Regions from separate parts of the Rattus norvegicus genome. Here region 1 is linked to region 2. The links are chromatin contacts, called in public Hi-C maps. All regions are on one chromosome and are shown on one strand. The core of a region is the stretch at or near the end of the contact, and the rest is flanking DNA. Distances in the headings are between cores, read along the strand shown.

Region 1 (6,291 bases), core at 559-3,058, 54 kb before region 2:
TACAGCCTCTCATCTAGTTTAACGCACTCTGCTTAGTAGTCGCCTAGGAGGTCTTTTGCTCTTGCTCTCAGATACTTCTAACTCACATGGAAATAGGAAAGTACTTCCTGTAAAATACTCACTTAAAACTCCAATTTTCTACATCTAACTCTATTCAAACACCAATAAAATACTGGTTTGCCTTTTCTCAGTGCTTTCTTCAAGTAACCATGGTTGTGTTTCCTCTGCATACACACACACACACACACACACACACACACACACACACACACATTAACTTTCTGAAGAAGGTGGTTTTTGGTTTGGTTTGGTTTATAGTGCTGGAGATTAAACTTAGTATGAGCTAAACATTCTACTATTGAGCTATAATTCCAGTCTTTTTACTACCTTTTAAATAATTTAAAATAATCATATGTGCATTCTTTCAATGAATATTTAAAACTTTTTCATTAAAATTTTTCATTAAAAATTTTACGAACCTTGATCTGATTCTACCCAATGTGGAAAAAACACTAACTTTTCAAATATATACATGCTCCCTCTCTTCCTTCATCATTTTTAGTTTTATTCTTCATTGAGATATACAAGTAATTTAAAACATCCCAACGAGCTGGTGATGTTACGTAAGTGTATGTGTTCAATCCCCAGTAATACAGGTGCACGCATGCGCGCACACACATGGACATAGACACAAATGTCACCCATTCACTATTTTCATGTAGCATATAATTTTTTTTTTTTTGGTTCTTTTTTTCGGAGCTGGGGACCGAACCCAGGGCCTTGCGCTTCCTAGGCAAGCGCTCTACCACTGAGCTAAATCCCCAGCCCCGCATATAATTTTTAAGTCTATAAATACTCTAAATATTTGTTTGTACTTCAAAAGTAAAATTTAAAGAAATTACGATTGTGATTTTAAAATAAATTAATTAAAAGTATAAAATTATCACCTGGCAATTTCTTCTGCGGTTCCTCTTCCTGTGTTTTCTGATATGAAGGCAGAGTTCCATTAATGGAGTCAATCTGCTTCCCTCCTCTAAGAAGGACACACAACAAAGAGCATCATAAAGCCTGAGAATTTTCAGATAAAAAATGCAGATCACCAACAATTAAAACAAGTCCATATTTAAGATACAGTAGCAAGGATATTTACACCACAGCATGCCTTTAGTCACAATATACAAAGTACTAGGATATTAATCAGAGAGATCCAGTGTGGGCGAGTTTTTCTTAATCTTTTCAGTTAAACTTTTCTCTTTTATAGCATAGGGAGAACAACCCCTCTGTTATCTACTTCCCAGCGTGACTCACACAGTATAAGACCGAAGGGCAGAGCAAACCTGTGACTCTCCTCTAAACTGAAGCACAGGCTCCAGAGAGGTAAAAAAACAACACCTAAGTGACTGAAGCAAACCACGGCTCTGCAGACACGCACCTGAAAGATGGAGGGACGAGCTCAGGAGGCAACGTGAGTGGTAGCGGCTGTCCAGCTTTGGCCATGTCAGTGAGGTGCATCGCCAGAATAAACTCTTCAGCTTTCAACTGTCCGTCACCATCAATGTCAGCCAGAGTCCTAAAGGCAACATGACCAATCACAAGTTACAAAGTCTACTTAGAGTTTTTACTGACTTTTATTTTTATGAAGAACGACATGATAAATTCTAGATTAATATATTTTAGGAAAACGTAAATACATACCAAAAAAAGTCAACTTTTACTCTTAATTTTCATAGTCCAAAAGAAAGAGAAGACAGTGAATCATCATAGCAAATGCTCCTTCTGGGAGGGTGGTTTATGACATTTCATGTTGCAATCTCTGGATTGCAACATAAGTCAATAAAGAAAGCTACACTGTTGCTTATAAAATCAAGGTTAAGTTCCAAGCATGTACACTTTCCTGCTGAATGTAACTTCCAAATGCTCACTTTTATGGAACATTCTGGCATAACAAATTTTTATAGAAACAATGATTTTATGTTTGTTCTTTCAGAAGCCATCTTCCAGAGCGGCTTTTTATGATAGACTGTATATAATTTGAAATCACTGATGGGTACACTCACCAAATAGTGGCTAGCTGAGTTTGAGAAAGATTTGATTGAAGAAGGGCATTTCTAGCTTGAAAACCTGATTGAGAAAAGCATAAAAAGAAACAACTTTAGTTTGTTAAGTCTTGCAGATAATGTTGCTGCTTCCTTGGAACATTTACCATCAAAATGTTTGTGCCAGGGGCCAAGCAGGGGGTATCCAACAGTAATCAAACACAGTCCTGCTCCAGAGTGCAGAGTGGGAGAGTTCCTACATGATCTTCCAGCAGGAAAGCACCACTCAGCTCTGAGAGCAAGGGCAAGCCTCAGGCCAGTGGCCTCCTACACTCCCCCTTCCTTCAGGCTCTCCATTCGTTCTTTTGTCCTCACTGTCTCTCTTCCTACATGATCCTCAGAGGCTGCCATTCCTCCTGGGACCCCTGAGGACACTTTTCTCTCTGTTTTCAAAAGCACCTAAAGCCTAGTACCCCGCATCTGCAGTCCAGACCTCACCTCTATATTCAGACTCCTATGTCTAACCAAACACCTACATAGATGCTTCACAGGCATCTCAAAAAAAATCCTGTCTCTATCATGTCCCTCTCTCCAATGTCTCTCCAATTGTTCTCTTCCTTATGACTTGCGTTACTGTCCACAGCATGACCAGACAGCAATCACCAAGTCTTTCCTGACCCCTTTTCCTTTATCCAGCATGCACTTTGCCCTATGTGAGAGTTATTTTTTGTGGGAATGTGAAAGTTAGGAGGGGGAACATACTTGCCTATTACAAACATATATCTCGTATATAACCATATAACATTTCATCATCCTCTGTAAGTTTATATAATATTCTAAACTGAACTGAAATGTTCTACAGACACTCAAGTTAAAGCGTAGAGAGTGCGTCATGAAAAGGCAAGCGGAGAAAATGTGCTTTCTCTCAAAGAGAACCAAGGCTAGTTGCTACCACTACCACACGTGTGCTTTGGGGTTTTCACTCACTTCAAAGCTTATAAGATTTCTGAGAGATGCTTTTCTGAAAAGTGGGGTATACACCCCTTGCATTTAACTTGGCATAAGAATTTGAAGAAAGCAATCAAGTCAAATATATCTTTCAATAATTATATACTCACAATATTCTTATGTATGTAATGCCTTCAATGTTAGAACTTTAGATAAGGCACAAAGTACAAATTCAAGTAACAGTTTTCAAAGGAAGTTCACATAAACGACCAATGTTCTGTCATAACCACTATCTGCCAGTTACCTGAGAGGTATCCACTCATGCTTTTGTCTAGACTATTAAATTTTTGCCGATACTTTAATCTTGAAGGCTGAGGAACTGCCCACTCTGAGGTCCCAGTCTTAGGTGAGTTCCCTGAGAGGGAAGCAGTTGAGGAAGTTGAGCTATAATGAAATGTATTTAAAACTTTGTTACTAAATAATACTAAATAATAAAATACAATGAAACTTTATAAGCCAAAGACGTTAGGAATCAATATACAATATAATGGCAATAGACACATACAATTCCACCTATTAAGAACCTACAACTCCAGGCATTTTACTGGCCAGGGCATTTATAGATGGCATTTCTTATCTTCCACATACACTTAAAAGACATTGTCTACATTTCTTAATTGGTCAAACTGTGGTTCAGTGATGTTAAGAAAAAAGTCACAAAAATCAATGGTTATTTAAGCTATAGTACAATATTTTTCTAAGGAAAAGATAACTCTTTTTAAACAATTTTTGAAGAACTATGATGATTTCTATGGTAGGTAATAAATACTTTTGTGTTCTATAAAATTAAAATATACAACTTTATCCAGATGTTGTGGTGCATACCTTTAATCCCAGCACTTGGGGAGGCAGATGCAAAGCCAGCCTAGTGTACAAAGCAAGTTCTAGGACAGCCAGGGCTATACAAAGAAACCCCTCCAACAGCAACAACAAAGAAAGCAGCAGCAACAACAAAGAAAGCTTGTGTTAAATATTTGTACTTGTTCATTACAAAGAACAACCTAGATAGCCCAGGGCTTATTAGATTAATATCCACACTGAAAGCAGACAGAGCTGTGTGTTAAGTCTTCATACCTACTAGATCCTAGATCAATCAGAGACTGGGCCTTCTGGATACTAGCACCACCAAATCCTCCCATCATCAGGCTGTAAGATGATGCATGAGGCAATGCTGGGGGCAGAGAGAAGAGGGAAACGGTCTGTACGAGGCAGTTCCACAAAGGAGGACATCTCTGAACAACAAACAGCGGTTTCTTCTTCACATCTCTGACTTACTGGACACTTACTTGAAGAAGAATAAGGAATGGATAAAGGCTGAATGAGACTGGCAGTTCCATTTGGTAATGAAGATGTACTAACAGAAGGCACTAGGGGAGCAGGCATCATTAGGGGAGGAATACTGGTCCCTGAAGTAGCAGAAGACAAGGGTGCTGTTATAGGTGCCACTGGAGGCAATGGCTGATGAATGGACAGATTGGGCATGCTTCCCATCCCTGAAGATAAAAGAGAACACATTTTCCAATGGTATTTTCAACAATAAAATACACCCCCAAAAATTACAGCACAAAAAGCACCCTCAATTTTGCAGAATTAGCTTGGTAAATTATCCTGAAAGTATCCCAGAAAGCAGATTTGAGTGTGAAGTGAGGGTGATAAGCTACTGCTTGAACATTAATGTCTGTCATGTGTGAAGTATAAGCAGGTCTTTCCTTTTTCTTCTTTTGTGGCTGCTAAGACTAAGCAGCCTTTGTCAACTCCATATATATGGTTGTCAGCGTAAGGAAAACTGATCCGGGCCTCTACGGCACTGCATTCCGTGCATTCTCCTTCTTCAGACAAACGGCTCTGACCAGGAGGCGCTGCGGTGGACGTGCTTAGTACACACTTACTTCACTTTAAAATTAGTGATAACTTTCATTCTCATAGCTGCAGAACATAACTACAACATAAGAATACGGCCACCAGGGGATCTGGTGTTTATCTCTACAATTGAGAACAGTGGAAGAGTAAGGTGTTCAAAACCTGACATCTGCTATAAATAAATGCATTTTTCAACACAGAGACATCTAATTGAATGTCCCATTCAAACTTACTGCTTTTCACATATAATTAATAAGAAACTGACTAATCAAAATTATATGGAAAACATACCAATTGGTAATCTCTGATGAGTATGTAAATTACACAAAGTGTACAATTTTTAGGCCTCGATTTAGCTGGCTAATTAACCTTTATAGAAATTCTTACTCATCTATGATTTTAAATTACCATGTAGATTAAACCCTTTAGGTGTGTTTAAATTTATTCAATCTTCTTGTTTTATTTACTTAATATTAATACTGTATCTATTTAAGCATTACAGTGTAGTGTTCTGATACATGTAACATATATGATAACCAAACCAGGATATTTAGCACATCTGTCATCTCAAGTATTTATCATTTCTCTGTGCTAAAAACATTCAAAATCTTCTCTCTTAGTTGCTTTGCAATATACAATTCAAAATTGTTAACCATAGTCACCCTGCCATACAACAGAAACCAGAATTGATTTCTCCTCTCTAATAGTAATTTTGTACCAAGTGACCATTTGTCCTTGACCCCTAACCACATCACCTCCCTTCTGTATCTTCTAGTAATTAGCATCCTGCTTTCTCCTTCCCTGAGACACAGAAGAGACTGATAAGGAAGCCTATTTAGAGTCAGTTGTAACTGAAGAGGCAGATAATTCATTTCACAACTAGGAACTGTGAAAGGAGATTTGGGTAAGACCAGACACTTAGCTATGACAGTGCATTTTAGAGTTCTTCTCTTAAAGGCACGAAACTTAACTTGGAAATCTAGGGATTGTCATGCTGTGCTAATAAATCCTTTCCTGATCCACAAGGAATCAAGCTTGACAATCAAACAGGGCTGCCACATTAATGAATACATACCAAAGCGAGCAGAGATTAGGGGTGAGAACATTGGGGGTTGCTTCATGATAGGAGGGAGAACTACCGGCAGCTGTTGGCCCTGCAGCTTTAATTTGATGAGTTTCATAGCTATGGAGAACTCTTGCTGGTCCATCTTCCCATCCTTGTTCAGATCGGATAAGGCCCTAGGAGGAGAATGAGGTGAGTGGATCATGTGGGGTGGTAATGAGGAAATAAAAACTACTGCTGAGGTGAGAAAAAGAGAAGAGTGACAGAGCATGCACATGGAGACAGCCACTTAATTTTGTGTGTGTGTGTGTGTATAACAGACAA
Region 2 (6,764 bases), core at 533-3,032:
AGGAGCCCTTCAGTCCGTGGGTGTCCTTGGCCTGTTCTAATCATACACTGAGGGGGTGTACCCACAGGACAGTCTTGTAAGGTATTTCAGGGTCAATTTGTTTGTGACCATTCTAGGGAGTCTTACGAAATTTGGACATGTAATTAAATTTATTTCCTAGGTCTATAATAATAAACCAAAGAGTCAGTATTTAAACACAGACTTTCTAAGTCAGAATATATATGGATTTCCATATGTGTTATGCTTTATAGCTAGCTCCAAATTTACAATGGTTTGATATGGGTTTTTTTTCTACTTTAAAATAGTATAATAGCCATAAACATTCAACAGAAACCATTCTTCAAGTTTTCTCTGGCTAGGTGTGTGTAATGTGGTACCACCTCACAATACAGGGCAGCAGTAAGGAACCGGCCACCCAATCCCAAGGACAAGCAGCTATCGTTCATAGTGTGCTGTGATGTTTGGAAGCTCAATCACATTAAATACATTTTTGGCATGACATAGCCAAATTGTAAATCCAGGACTGTTTGTATCATCTAAGTTGTCACCCGTGAAAGAGAGTTTGGATCCTGGATCCCTGAATATTTATTTCAAGTTTCGCAGGATTTCAAGACTAAGGTCTGTATAGAGATTGTCCCCCAGGTCCTTAGCCCTCTGGGCTGAGCTTCAATTATATTCTGAGGAAGAACAGTCAATCAAACCAGAGAAAAGAACACTTTCTCCTTCAACCCTAGCAGGACTGTCTCTTTGCCCCTTCTACAGTAGGTCTTGACCTCTGCTGTCCTTGCTAGGCCTGACTACCCCACAACAGCAGGAGTCTTGCTAAGTCAGTTTTATCTGATCCAGTTCTTTATCCTCCAGCCCTGTGTTTAAGTCCTATCAAATCCATTTAGTAAAATAACCAAAATCTGGGCATGGTGGTACACACCAGAGACTGACACCAGAGGCTGACAAAGGCAGAGCTCTGTGAGCTTGAGGCCACCTTGCTCCATATAATGAGTTACAGGACAGCAAGGGCTAATTGTAGGTAGAACCCATCTCTAACCCACCGCCAAAATAACTCCCTGTCTTTTCTTAGTAATTCTTCAAATTTTCTATTCCTTCCTTCTCAGAGGCTGCCAATGCCGACCTGTCTTTGCCGTGCTCAAAATTAAGGTGGACTGGGGCTGGAGAGAAGGCTCAGCGGTTAAGAGCACCCGACTGCTCTTCCAGAGGTCCTGAGTTCAATTCCCAGCAACCACATGGTGGCTCACAACCATCTGTAAAGAGATCCAATGTCCTCTTCTGGTGTATCTGATGACAGCTACAGTGTACTTATATATAATAAATGAATAAATCTTTAAAAAAAGGGTTGGGGATTTAGCTCAGTGGCAGAGCGCTTGCCTAGCAAATGCAAGGCCCTGGGTTCGGTCCCCAGCTCCGAAAAAAAGAAAAAGAAAAAAAAAATTCTAAAAATTAAGGTGGATTACTTTACCCACTGCAAGACTGTAGTAGTCCTTCAGAATAAAATTTACCATTTTTTAAAACAAGTGTTGGAAGATTTTATTTTAAGAATCCTTAACAAATCCAATCCAGGTTACCACAAAAGACCAACTTAAGTAAGGGCCGGCCAGAAAGGACATTACAGCTAAGCAAAAGCTTTTTACCGCTTAGCACCTTCCATTCTTAGCTCCACCCTTAGCGATAAAACCTTCAGGGCGTCCTTGACCTGTACAGGGCACCTCCCTTTCCCTCGTCCACCCCGCTCCGCGCCCCCCCGCCCCCGCCCCCCCGCACAGCAGGGGAGCTTGTGTAAGTCAATCCTTTTACTCCCCCTAGAGGTCAGACAGTGCACAGAACCAACTGTGTGGCTTCTTGTTGCTGTTTTGCAGTTAAAAACAAACCAAAAAACAAAAAACAAAAAACAAAAAAACCGGGGTTTCCGTTTTCTGTCTCCAGGAAACTTAGCAAAGAATTAGAAATGGCCGGTCTTTGAGCAGCTGTTTTCTCCGTTCTTGCTTACACGGGCAGTCAAGCTGTTTTGAACTAGCCTTTGATGTTATACCCAGGGAGCCAGTGAACTCCGACAGAATTTTCTGTCAAGTAAAAAAGAAAAACAACAAAACAACAAACCCAAAAAAACAAAAAAACAAGTGTTTCTCCTAGTGTGTTCGGCGTACCACCTGCAGAAAATATCCTGCTGTGTTTATTTGAATTGAAGATTTCTGCCCAAGAACCTTGGGAGTAATACATATTAAGGCATGAGAACCACTTAAAGACATTATTCCAAACCATATCTCATTTAAAACTGTGCAGGTCATGCTGTAATCAAACCTATTAGACAGGATTTTATCCACAATAAAGCCCGGTACACCTGCCAGTCTTTATCCCTAAACACAGATCTTTCACCCTGACCGCAAACCTAACATCCTTCTCTGTTCAACCTAGAACCCTGATTAAGGTTTTGAATAACCGGCCTCCCTTATCTGCCTTATTTTATTCTGTCAGATATTACTCTCAAATGGGTTGATTGAACTAACTCCAGTCTCTTAGTGATTCCTGGAAGCCAATGAAAATAGTTCCTTTTTTTTTTTTTTTTTTAAGAAAACGAGGTTCATGCCGAGCATGGTGTTGCACTCCTTTGTTTCCAGTACTCAGGAGGCAGAGGCAGGCAGATCTCAGAGTTCAAGGCCGGCCTGGTTTACAGAGCAAGTTCCAGGACAGCCAATACTGCACAGAGAAACCCTGTCTCTGACAAAACAAAACAAAATAAAACAAATAGGTAAGTAAATTAAAAGTAAATATTTAAAATATTTATATTTTATTTTGTATGTATGGGTGTTTTGTGTGTGTGTGTGTGTGTGTCTGTGCACCACGTGTATGCAGTGCCCACAGAGGTCAGAGAGTTGTTAGGTCCCCTGGAACTGGAGTTGCAAATTTATTTAGCTGCCATGTGGGTGCTAGGAGTAGAAACCAGGTCATCTGCTCTTAACTATTGAGCCATTTCTCCCACCCTAGTGGTCCCTTCTTTAAAAGTATGCAAAGTTGAACCAGCTGTACACAAATACCATCACATAAATATCTTCAGTGTAAGTTCTCTTTGGAATTATGTTTAAACTACCCATTCAAAGAACTCATTCCCAAACCTTCTGGTTTGGTAGATTTTGATTGGCATGAGAAACCTAATATTTTACCAAACATTTCAACTTGATGATTCTGATTGGTTTTTGCTGGTTTTTTTTTTTTTTAATTGTTTAAGGTAGGGTCCCTTTGGCTTCGAGCACAAGGATGACCTTGAATTCTCATTCTCCCACTTCTTCTTCTGCTGCAATTACAAGGCTGTGTCACCACACCAGGTTTATGGGGTGAGGAGGGAACCCAGGGCTTGGTACACACCAGGCAAATGCTCTACCAAGTAAGTTCCATTCCAAATCTCTTTGATGGCATCTTAATAAATAATGTCTTATATGCCAGACTATCCCAACAAGAACAATGCTTATAGAATGCTGTAAACCGAGTCTATGCAGAATTTGAAATTTTAAGTCTTTGACGTTAATCTGAAGAAAGACAATAGATTTAGACTGGTATATAAGTGACACAGTGGTCATAATTTCACACTCTTTCTCTTGTTGTTTTTATCATTTATTCTTCTTTCTTATATGACATCCTGACCACAATTTCCCCTTCCTAATCTCCTCTCAGTCCACCCCCCTCCCACCTTCCACCTCCCATGTCCTCTCACTACCTTCTGTCTCCCACAGATCCATTCCTGTTCCCTTCAGAAAAGAGCAAATCTCCCAGGGATATCAACCAAGCATGCCATTACAAGTTACAATATGACTATTGTATGTGCCCATACCCTTATATGAAGGCCAGACGAGGCAATTCGGTGCGGCGAAACAAAGATGGCACCGACATCCAGCCTTGTCTGGATGTCGACAACTTACTGAGCATGTGCAGGCTTGTCCCCTTGCTAGGGCTCCCTCTAGTGGTGAACAGCGGTACTGCACATGTGCGGTTTATGCACCAGGTGTCAGTTGACCATTAATATGCTAATGAGGTGATTCATTCTCCGCCAATCCCTGGAGGACAAGTAGTGGGGTGATCCATGCCCCACCAATCCCTGAGAGATAATTAGCATACTGTTGTGTATATAAGTCGAGCGACTTTGCTGCTCGGGGTCCCTGTTCAAGAGAGCTGTAACACTAAGAGAGCTGTAACACTAAGAAGAGCTGTAACACAGTAAAGGCTTGTTCACAGAAGAATCCTGTTGCCTCACGTCGTTCTTGCTGGCAGGACATTGGACTCTCGACAGCAATTCAGTAGGAAGATCCCTGAAATGGGCAAAGGAGTCAGAGACAGCCCCACTCTCACTGTTAAGAGTCCCACAAAACACTAAGCTACACAACCATAGCGTGTATGCAGAGGACCTAGGTAAGATCTGTACAGACTCCCTGATTGCCAGTTCAATCTCTGCGAGCCCCTCTGAGCCCTGGTTAATTGATTATATGGGCTCCTTGACCCCTCTGGCTCCTACAGTTCTTCCTTACTCTCTTCTGAGGGATTACTGAGCTCTGCCGAATGTTTGGCTGTGGGACTTTACGTATGCTTCTATCAGTTGCTGGATGAAGCCTCTCTGATGACGATTATGCTAGGCTCTGGTCTGCCAGTGTAGTAGATCATTAGGATCATTTCATTGACATTTTATTTTATTTTGTCAGTCAATGTTTGGGTCTATTGTAGGTCTCTTGTCTCTCCACACTCTGGTTTCTAGGCCTCCAGGCAGTGTCTGGCATGGGCTCCCTCTCTTGGTGTGGATCTCTAGTTGGACCAGTCATTAGTTTGTGCGTGTAATTTTAAATCCACACTTGTTCCAGCCAGGCTCTGGGACTAACAGCCGACCACCTGCCTTATATTCAGCCCCCTCCACTAGCTAACACTTTTCCCACAATCTACACAGACCACTCACTTCTGTGGCCATCAATGACTGACCCACAGCTGTGCCCTTTCTCTTGCCCACCTGAATCATTGTGAATGGAAAACACCAGACAATCTTAATATTTAAAATCGGCCAGATGTCACAACTGCTGGCCTCAGAATCTATTTTCCTAAACTCATCTGCTATTCTATGTTGGAATAGCTTTGCTGGAATAGTTCTATGTGGGCAGCAGAGGCTGCCACCAGGTCTAATAGCCCCCAGGCCTATACGGTGTCCTTCGTCTCTGCCTACAGCCTGGCCAAGAAAGCCCTTTCACTATATCATGTCCTCCTCTTCCTCTCTGGAAACTGGAAAACCCGCCTCCATATCTTCACCCGGCAATTAGCTTCTGCCTTCTTTATTTAGCCAACCAAACAATTAGGGAACATTTGTTGGCCACTCCCACAAATTCTACAATACCTTTACCTCACATTTTGCAGGCAGGACAAATTGTAGGTTCAATGTTTTGTGACTGAGTTGGTGTGATGGTTTGTTAATGCTTGGCCCAGGGTGTGGCACTATTAGGAGGTGTAGCCTTGTTGGAGTAGGTGTGTCACTTTGAGCATGGGCTTAAGACTCTTATCCTAACTGCCTGGAAGTCAGTCTTCCACTAGCAGCCTTCAGATGAAGATGTAGAACTCAGCTCCTCCTGCACCATGCCTGCCTGGATGCTGCCAAGTTCCCACCTTGGTGATAATGAACTGAACTCTGAACCTGTAAGTCAGCCCCAATTAAATGTTGTCCTTGACTTGTCTTGGTCATGGTGTCTGCTCACAGCAGTAAAACCCTAAGACAGTTGGTATCCAATCCCTCCATTGGAAGCCTTGCCTGGTTACAGAAGATGCCTGGTTCAGACTTCTATCCTCATTACTAGTAATCTTGGCAAGGTTTACCATCTTAGATTCCAGGGAGTTCCCATTGTACTAGGTTTCTACCTCAAGTCCCCAATATCCCCCAATTCCAGTTGTTTCTCCCAGTACTCTCTCCCTCCATTCTCCTCAAACACCTGATCCCCTGTTCCCAAGTTCACCCACAAAATCTATTTACCCTTCCCATGGAGATCCTTGTATCCTCCCTTGAGCCCTCCTTGTTACTTAGCCTCTCCGTGTCTGTAATTGTAGTATGATTATCTTTTATAATTAATACCCATTTATAAGTAAGTTCATACCATACTTGTCTTTCTGGGTCTGGTTTGCCTCACCCAGGATGATTTTTCTCTAGTTCCATTTATTTGCCTGCAACTTTCATGATGCCATTTTTTTTTAAACAACTGAGTAATACTCCATTGTGTAAGTGTACCACATTTTCTTTATCCATTCTTCAGTTGAGGGACATCTAGGTTGTTTCCAGTTTCTGGCTGTTATAAAGCTGTTATGATCAGAGTTGAGCAACTGTCCTGTGGTAGGATGGACCGTCCGTATATGCTCAGAGTGGTACAGCAGGATCTTGAGGTAGATCGATTCCCAGTTTTCTGAGAAACTGCCATATCGATTTCCAAAGTACAAGTTTGAACTTCCGCCAGCAACGGAGGAGTGTTCTCTTCCTCCACATCCTCATCAGCATGAGCTGTCACTTGCGTTTTTGATCTTGGTCATTCTGACAAGTATAAAACGGAATCTCACAGTCGTTTTGATTTGCATTTCCCTGAAGGCTAATGATGTTGAACATTTGTTTAGTTCTTCACCATTTGAGATTCCTCTGTTGAGATTCTTCTGTTTAGCTCTGTACCCCATTTTTTAATTGGGTTATTTGGTTTGTTGATGCCTAGTTTCTTGAGTTCTTTATATATTTGTGACATCAGCCCTCT

The links. Hi-C and Micro-C count contacts between places; a contact is called where the count stands out from the background.
Region 1: a contact with region 2 is called in a Hi-C map of liver, with 4 times the contacts expected there. The contact joins two enhancer-like sites. A contact is called at or near these places in 5 of 12 Hi-C or Micro-C datasets (the Rat2 cell line, hepatocytes, kidney and 1 more).

The regions. Positions count from the first base shown.
Region 1 is chr6:33,366,773-33,373,063 of GRCr8, reverse strand. Itsn2 (intersectin 2) reads right to left here. Exons shown (of 40, transcript NM_001427104.1): 5 at 5,980-6,143; 6 at 4,331-4,537; 7 at 4,119-4,215; 8 at 3,289-3,428; 9 at 2,058-2,121; 10 at 1,433-1,570; 11 at 948-1,033. Among named protein-coding and RNA genes, the nearest start is that of Itsn2, 33 kb to the right of the region's middle. Within about 2 kb of position 1,808, at least 7 of the 93 cell types and tissues checked have an H3K27ac peak or open chromatin away from gene starts, as enhancers often do. A contact at or near this core is called in liver, where this site is marked.
Region 2 is chr6:33,312,074-33,318,837 of GRCr8, reverse strand. LOC134479114 (a long non-coding RNA gene) reads left to right here. Exons shown (of 3, transcript XR_010052216.1): 3 at 1,113-1,671. Among named protein-coding and RNA genes, the nearest start is that of Itsn2, 21 kb to the left of the region's middle. Within about 2 kb of position 1,782, at least 4 of the 93 cell types and tissues checked have an H3K27ac peak or open chromatin away from gene starts, as enhancers often do. A contact at or near this core is called in liver, where this site is marked.